Linked DNA regions of Mus musculus: region 1 is linked to region 2. Evidence: chromatin contacts called from public HiChIP or PLAC-seq data. All regions are on one chromosome and are shown on one strand. Each heading gives the region's core, a stretch centred on a gene start, on an enhancer-like site or on the middle of the called end of the contact. The rest is flanking DNA. Distances are from core to core; before and after follow the strand shown.

Region 1 (3,925 bases), core at 263-2,762, 110 kb after region 2:
ACAGGCCATCTTCAGCGGGGAAGACTTGATTAACAGTGATACCTGGGCATTCCGGAGAGTGAGGTCACTAGAAACAGCTCCCCATCAGTTGCTCAGACTGGCCTCTGGGAATGGCCAAAAGTAGTCAACGGCCTGGAAAGACAAAAAGACAAGCAACGGGCTCAGCACTAGGAAAGCCTCAGGTGTAATGCAGAGAACTCCACAGGGATGGAACCATATCCTTACTAAAGGAGGTGCACTCTGGGAGGTCACCAAGGGCAAGAATCACTTTCTTAGATCTCTCTCTCTCTCTCTCTCTCTCTCTCTCTCACACACACACACAAACACACACACACAAACACACACACACCCCAGCTAGCCTTAGACATCTAATATAGCCAATGCTCTGCCAGAGACAGCAACAAATTTGGACCCACGAGACATCTTCAAGACCACAGGTTCTGAGGTGCTAGCAATATGTGGTTCCTGGCAATCCAGCATCTTATCACTGGCTGGGCTGGCTTTTGCAGGCACACCGAGCTCACATTAGGACAAGTTTAGACTGGCAAAGGATCAATATTCCTCATCCCCACATCCAATATCAAAGGGGGCAGGGGATGCAGAGCTGGCCACTGGCTTACCTCATCTACCTTCTTAGGAAAACTGCTACAAACAAATCAGGAAGGTCTATTTAAAGACACGTGTCCCATCCTTAACAGTTGTGGTTTTGTCCCTTTCCCCAGAGTGGGCCACACCAAGTGACCTATGAGCGACTGCCCAGACCTCCTCGGCACTATCACTTGCCAAAGATCATCAGGCAGCCTCCTTGTTCATGACGTCCCACCAAGCAAAGGAAGACACTGCACAGGTCTGAAAAGCCACTCCTTACAAGGTGACTTCCCTGATCTTAATACCCCATCCCTATCAGCCTGCGATTTGACCTTCAAAGGAAAGTCACATGGACAGAAGGACTGGAAGATCACCATCAAAATCTAAAAAATAACGGTAATCATAGCAATAAAGAAAAAGAAAAGCGGCTTCTAATCTGTGATTAAAAACGGACTGTTCAGCACTAATGTTTTAGAAGCTGCTGTGTGAAAGTAGATGGCACCTGGCATTCACTTCCCATCCAGCTTGTCAGCCATGTTCTCCTGTTTACTTCCACTGGACTTTACAGTGGTGCTCCTGACTCTGCTATTACAGGCCGGCTGGTGAGCACAGGAAACCAACCTTCTAACTTCTTCGAAAACAAGGTTCATCCAAAGTGCAAAATCAGGGGTGGGGAGGAGGGTAGTCAATGCATTTATAAAGCTTGACTGTTCAGGAAAGGAGGCGGGGGGGGGGGGGGTGGTGGTCAAGAGTCCCCCGTGGCGCTAGGAGACCTGCTTCATGCTTCAGTACCACATCAGTCTACAAACTGTGTGTCCCAACCAAGTGTGATGTGTTTAAGGAAAGAATGTCAAACCATTCCGCCTAGTTCTGGCTCAACAGCAGGGCCAGAAGTGCCCACTGGCCCCCTGCAGGCTTGGATCAGGAACAGGCCAGGAGGGGTGCCCCTGGATTCGCCCTTCAAAAGGGCCCTTTGTGCTGCCTCAGCAGGGGAGGCCTGATGGCAGCCATCACCTTCTGGGTGTGAACCTCAATTCAGCTCTAGGGCAGGCAGCCATTGGCACAAGGCCTGAGAAGTAAACTCAGCATTTCCTTCTCGGAGGTGACTGCTAGCCTTGGTGGTCATAAACTCGGAGCCTAAGACCAGCATATTTGGGTTGGAATCTTCCCTCTTGAAATATATTGATTTCTCTGTGGGGCCCAGTTTCCTTCCCTCTTGATAAATAAGAAATAACTCTAGCTGCCCTTAAGGTTATTGTATCCTAGGGAAGCAGAGGTCAAGCGTTTTCCTCTGTGTCCGGTTCATCTGAGAAATCACTGACAGCAGCTACTACCGCCAGTTTCATGGAGGAGTCCCAACCCTCTTTCCAGGGGTGGACATCCAGTCATCCTTTGCAGCTGACTTAAATTCCACCAGCAGGGGCCTGGCTGTATCAGGGTCCATCCCTCTGCTGAAACTGGGAGGCCAGTAAAAGCAAGACTATGGAGATCTGTTGCCATGGAAACATGACAGCCCTTCCAGCCACAGCTCTGCACAAAGCTGAAAAATGGGCATCCGTACTCTTACCAGCTCCAACCCCACTTTAGCCCCTACAAAGGGGAGCTGGCAGAGGCAGCACTTGGGGTGGAGTACTATAAGCACCTGTGTACCCGAGTGGTCAGTAAATGGCCAAAGGTCTGGAGAAGAAAGGAATGTGGCCTCACTCCTGCCCTCACAGCTCTGAAAAGTGGCAGCACTATATACAAGCTGAGAGCAGGGGGAAGGGCAGTGTGTGTGTGGGGGGGAGGGGGGTATTAAAGCCTCCCCTGCACGGAGCCCAGGGCAGGAACACCCTGGCTGCCCACTCACAGGGGACTGGCTAAATAAACTACAGTAGAGTTGTATGGCTGAAGGCTGTGTGGCCTTTAAAAACGGTTGTAATGAAGCAGTCAGAACACGATATGGGGAATGGTATGCACTCTGGCAGCCATGCTGCAGGACAGAGAGCTGGAAAGACCCTGAGCTCTGAGAGCCACGCTGAATGCAGACTTTATTCTGCAACATGGTGGCTCCCAGGAGCTGTGGCTGGAGCTGGCTTCTGGGATCAGCTGGAAGAGTCTCTGCCCTTTACATGCCTCAGCACAATCCCTTGAACAAGTTGAGCTCAGCACACACTTATGGAATTAGGCTAAATCGCAGCAGCTTCTTCGAGTCTGGGTATATATAGACCTGGAGAGGCTAATCCAGACCAGCAGAGCTTGGCACAATCTCAAGTTGCCGAGGATTCTTTCGACCAGTAAGTAACACAGGCTCAAAGAACCCCATCAGGGAATGCTGGTCCCTGTCCAGCGACCTAGACCAGTGTAAGAAGACCTCTTTCCAGAGAATAAGGGACAGGTGATTCCAGGAGGGTGGGTGACAAGACTGAAACCTAGCTGTCTTTGAAGCTGTCTTCTGTCTTTGAGGCTGCCGCTTGACCCAGCTGGCTTTCTCTGTAACCTCACTTAGAACAGCTTCTATCTACTGAGCACTACCTTGGTGTGTCTCTAAGGAGTCACCAATTCCCAGTGTAGCCATGTTAAGGGGGCATAGGGCAGGGGCATGGTGCTTTAGCAGGTATCATGGGACTGAGTTAATTAAAAAAAAAAAAAGTTATAAAAGCATGTGCCTGGCCACACCTGGCCACGCCTGTCTCACTTTACGTTCTCTCCCTTTCCACATAATGTGGTATCATTTATCATTTGCCTCCAACCTTTCAGAGCTGAGACAATTCTTCAGCCATGCCATGAAACCTTCCCTCTTAATAAAGTCTATTCTTTATAAAGTTACCCAGCTTCAGTTATTTTATCATAGCAGCAGAAAATGAACTAACAAGTCAGGCATTATAGCTCATGCCTATAATCCCAGAATTTGAGAGGTGGGGGCAGAAGGACTAGGAGCTCCAGACCAGCTTCAAATATATCATACCTGGTCTGAAACTAACATCACTCCAAAATAAAACAAACTCATGCAATTACCTACTATGCTAGTAAAAGCTGCTCTACACACATTAGCCGTAAAGTAGGCTCATGTTTCCCCATTTCACAGACACATGAAGAAGCTCACCAGCACTGAGTCCAAAAGCTGGGCTCGGATCCCTGGTGGATCAGCTCCCACGCTTGTAACTTCCCACAGGCGCCCACCTGTCCATCCCACGCGTGCCCCTCAGAAACCCACTCAGGCAACTACCACACAGCCTAGCAATCGATCACATTCCTCAGCGTTTGTCCTGGAAAATTAAACATGGTCACCTCAAAACCTGCCACAAATACCTTATTCACAACAGTCAAATCAGGAACCCATCCAAATGTCCGTCAG
Region 2 (3,818 bases), core at 325-2,824:
TTCCCTAGGGCCCACACCCTTCCAGCCAGGCCATAACCCAAGCGGTATTGATAGAATGGCCACCCACCAAGTCAGCAGTGAGGCCAGTAGGGAGGAGGCCTAAGAGAAGGGTACTAGGCTGGAACTATTTCATGCAGCCTATGATTGGATCCTGGAGGACGCTCTCAGCAGCTCTGCAGTGGCCCATGAACCTGAAAGGCTGCTTCTTAGAGCACTAGCAATCGTTGTCCCCTGCACTGTCCTCAAGGGCACCTGTTTAGGATATGCAGTGCCAGCTCTGGATTTCACAGTGGGTACCATGTGTCAGTCTCATCCATGACAACCTAGCACATAAATATGAGAAGCTTCCAGACCCTTAGGCCAACATGAAGCCCGTCTTTGCATGCCTGCATCCAGTCATGATGAACCTTAGAGTACACGTTACTGAGACCCTTTGTGCCGAGCACCAGGTCAACCTAGTTAAGGCTGATAACAAGAAACTAAAGAGATGGACCTCTGTGAATCGGAGCCAAAGGGGACATCTTGTAAAGCAGTTGGTTGCAGTTGTGTCGTGGTAAAGCACTGTGGCAGCGACTCTCAGTCTAAGATGTCATCAAAGAGAATGTCAAATGCAAGAAAGGAACAAATAAAAAACATGACTCAAAAAAAAAAAAAATCAACTACATAGAGGCTGGAGAGATGGCTCAGTGGTTAAGAGCACTGACTGCTCTTTGGTCCTGAATTCAATTCCCAGCAACTACATGGTGACTCACAACCATCTCTAATGGGATCAGATGGCCTCTTCTGGCCTGTCTGAAGACAGCGGCTGTGTCCTCATACACATAAAATAAATAAAAATAAATCTCAGAAAAGAAAACCAGCTACATAAACAAAGACGCCCTGTGAAGAATCCTGGTGATCATGGAGGTGCTTCCACCCCAGTGAGGTCAGCACGCTGGCTTTGACAGCGAGATGCTGCTGTTAGGGCGAATTGAGTAACTTAGATTTCTTACAACTCTGGGTGAATCTACACATACCTTGGGAAGTTTACTGACAGTGTATCAAGAAAGAAAATAACCCTTGCATGTAGCATACTAAGGAGATGGCTTCAGTGACCCAACGTAGATGCTAACAATGGGCCTTGAACACATGTTACATGGGGAGGGAGTTTCAGAGTTGCAGAGGTAGGGGCTTGGAGTCAGCCAGCTGTCTGTCTGTCTGTCTGTCTGTCTGTCTGTACATGGGTGTCAGCATCCTTCATGCAGGCATTTGTGGAGTATCTGCTAGGGGTGAATGCTGGACACACGCCCTGCTTCCCCAGTGGGAGGTGGCAGGGTATGGAGTGATTCTGGGCTGGGAGGTATGCCCAGCTGTGGAATCGGAGAGAGTTTTCTTCCTGTTTCTAAATTCCAAAGTTTGGTAGAGTTACATTATTGTTTATTAAGGAAAAGGTTGGATATTGAAAAAGGAAGCCACCTGGTCGATCTCATGTGGCCTGGGAAGCCATTTGGCAGCTGCTCTGGGCTGGAAGGCCTGACCTGCCAAGCTGTGAGAGAACTCGTGACTGGTGCAACTGTTGTGCTGCTGGGCTCTGCCCTGACTTCCCCTGACACGCCCTGTTCCAGCCTGCACTCCCATCAGGCACCAGACCAGAGAGCACTTGAGTGAAGCCACAGCTGTCATAGAAGACAGTGCTGGTTCCACAGCAGTGCCGTCACCCTGTGGTGTGGCTTGTGCCCTGCACCACACGTCTCTAGTGCCCTGTACTGTGCTCCATAAGCATCAGTGAGACCCATCTGAGGCTATGAAGAGACTTCCTCCCTGCCACCCTCGCTCTCCTTCTCTTGGCTTGTAGCATGCCAAGAAACCGTGTGGGTGGGGAGTTTCAGGTTTACAGTACCTTTTGGCTACACTGGAGGGTTTTGCCTGTCTGCCCACTTGTTCTACATCTGCCTACAGAAGTGAGAGCCATCTTCCCTTGCCATCCTTCAGTGGGAGTCTATAAAAGAGTGAAGACCCTTGGGCCAGTGAGATGGCTCATTTACTAGAGGGGCTTGCTGCCAAGCCTGCCAACCTGAATTATAAATTCCTGGGATCTTCATGGTAGAAAGAGAGAAGCATTTTTGTTTTTAAAATCTGTCCTCTGACCTCCACACACACCCTTGGCATGGGTTCTATGACATATGTATCATCCAATAAATTAAAAAAAAGTTTCAGGTATTTTTTAAATTAAAATATAATTACATCATTTTCTTCCTCCCCTTTCCTTCTTCCACCCCTGCTCTTCTCACCTCCCAATCTCTCAAATTCATGACCCCCCTTTTTTTAAAGAGAGAAAGAAAGAAAGAAAGGAAGGAAGGAAGAAAGAAAGAAAGAAAGAAAGAAAGAAAGAAAGAAAGAAAATGTTTGTAAAAAGAATATAGGCATCTATGCACAAGCTGTAATCTCCCAAATACAACCACCAGTGTGTCTCTGCTGCAAGATTTATTTATTTATTTATTTATTTATTTATTTATTTATTTATTTACTTACTTACCTACTTACTTATTTGGGTTTCTCTGTGTATCCCTGGCTGTCCTGGAACTCACTCTGTAGACCAGGCTGGCCTTGAACTCAGAAATCTGCCTGCCTCTGCCTCCCAAGTGCTGGGATTAAAGGCGTTGCAGGCTCTGCTGCAGGTTTTATTTAGGGTTATGGTTTAGTTCCCAGCACTATTTTAAAGTCTGTATCTAGATATCCAGGCTATCACTCAGATCTTGTGTCCTTTGGGGTCTGGTTGCCAGGTTTGATGATGGGCACCTCTAATCCCAGTGCTGAAGAGGCAGTGGGCTACATGGCAACCCCAACAGTAACAAGGAAGCAAGAAGGGAGGGGTGGGGCGAGAACTTGCTGGCACATCCAGGTAGAAGCATCCCATTCATTGTCTCAGGACAGTGACCTTGCTGAAGGTCAGGCGGCAGCTAAGGAGGATGGCTGACAGAGCCAGGACCAAGGCTGCTGACTTCCAGCTGCAGCCGACATGATCTGGTTACAAGAGTGAAGGAGAGAAACCTTTCTGCCTTCAGGAGCCAAGAAAACCAAGGCAACAAAGGCGAGGGCGACCTCTGCTGTCCTCGGAGGGCCTCGGTTACCAGGCTCGGAGGCCCATCCTGTCCCTGGGTGGCCTGGAACTCCAGCCTTGGCAGCTGTGCAGTGTTTGTTATGGGCAGTTACCATGCCACCCTCTGGTATCTCAGCGAGAGAGGCCCAGGGACAGGTGTGGCTGAGCACAGAGATTCCCAGTCTGCCCTAGCCCCCAGACGCACCTTCTCCTCTTACCCCAAGGGGACAGAGCCTCGAGATGACTATGGTATTGAATAGTCTCTAGTTCTTGGCACCTTCTCTCTGCCAGCAGTCTGCTTAGAATGGCTGGGTCCCAGAAGGAACTTATACTCAGTAGGGGTTATCCTTGCCTCCCAGAGACACAAGCCACTTTCCTGTCCGCCAGAGGCCATTAAGCTAGAGAGCAGGAAGGTCATTCCTGCTTCTGTTTGTCCTTGGTGATCTAAGCAGCGTGTGGATGACGGTTGTAGGCCTGAGGGTATTGGGAGCGGCTTGGTAGTACTGTTCATTTTCCTGTGTCCTCGGAGTCATGGTTCATTCACAGCTTGGAACATCCACCATGGAAACGTTTATACCGTGAAAACCAGCTAGTGTGTCAGAGCAGGGGCCCCATCTACAGGAACAATTCACGCCTGCCTAGTCAGGTCTTCTGTGCAGGGTTGATAGGACAACGCCTGCAGAACTCAGGTGTTTGAGGTGGGCAGTTAGCTCTTCTCTCGTATGAAGGAGGCAGAGTC

Evidence for each region. HiChIP or PLAC-seq counts read pairs in DNA pulled down with a chosen protein or histone mark.
Region 1: a contact with region 2 is called in an H3K27ac HiChIP or PLAC-seq map of heart atrium, with 6 read pairs. The contact joins two enhancer-like sites. A contact is called at or near these places in 9 of 39 promoter capture datasets (3T3-L1-derived adipocytes, cranial neural crest, embryonic stem cells and 6 more), 12 of 484 Hi-C or Micro-C datasets (bone marrow-derived macrophages, cerebellar granule neurons, embryonic cerebral cortex and 6 more), 7 of 115 datasets of contacts at active chromatin or transcription factors (the 230-238 cell line, embryonic stem cells, fibro-adipogenic progenitors and 3 more) and 4 of 9 other capture datasets (adipose tissue, embryonic stem cells, liver and 1 more).

Annotation. Positions count from the first base shown.
Region 1 is chr7:132,779,254-132,783,178 of GRCm38.p6, forward strand. Fam53b (family with sequence similarity 53, member B) reads right to left here. Exons shown (of 5, transcript NM_001381858.1): 2 at 1-132. Among named protein-coding and RNA genes, the nearest start is that of Fam53b, 33 kb to the right of the region's middle. Within about 2 kb of position 1,513, at least 93 of the 459 cell types and tissues checked have an H3K27ac peak or open chromatin away from gene starts, as enhancers often do. A contact at or near this core is called in cerebellar granule neurons, heart atrium, liver and 1 more, where this site is marked.
Region 2 is chr7:132,671,052-132,674,869 of GRCm38.p6, forward strand. All of the region lies in intron 6 of Lhpp (phospholysine phosphohistidine inorganic pyrophosphate phosphatase), which reads left to right. Among named protein-coding and RNA genes, the nearest start is that of Lhpp, 62 kb to the left of the region's middle. Within about 2 kb of position 1,575, at least 135 of the 459 cell types and tissues checked have an H3K27ac peak or open chromatin away from gene starts, as enhancers often do. A contact at or near this core is called in cerebellar granule neurons, heart atrium, liver and 1 more, where this site is marked.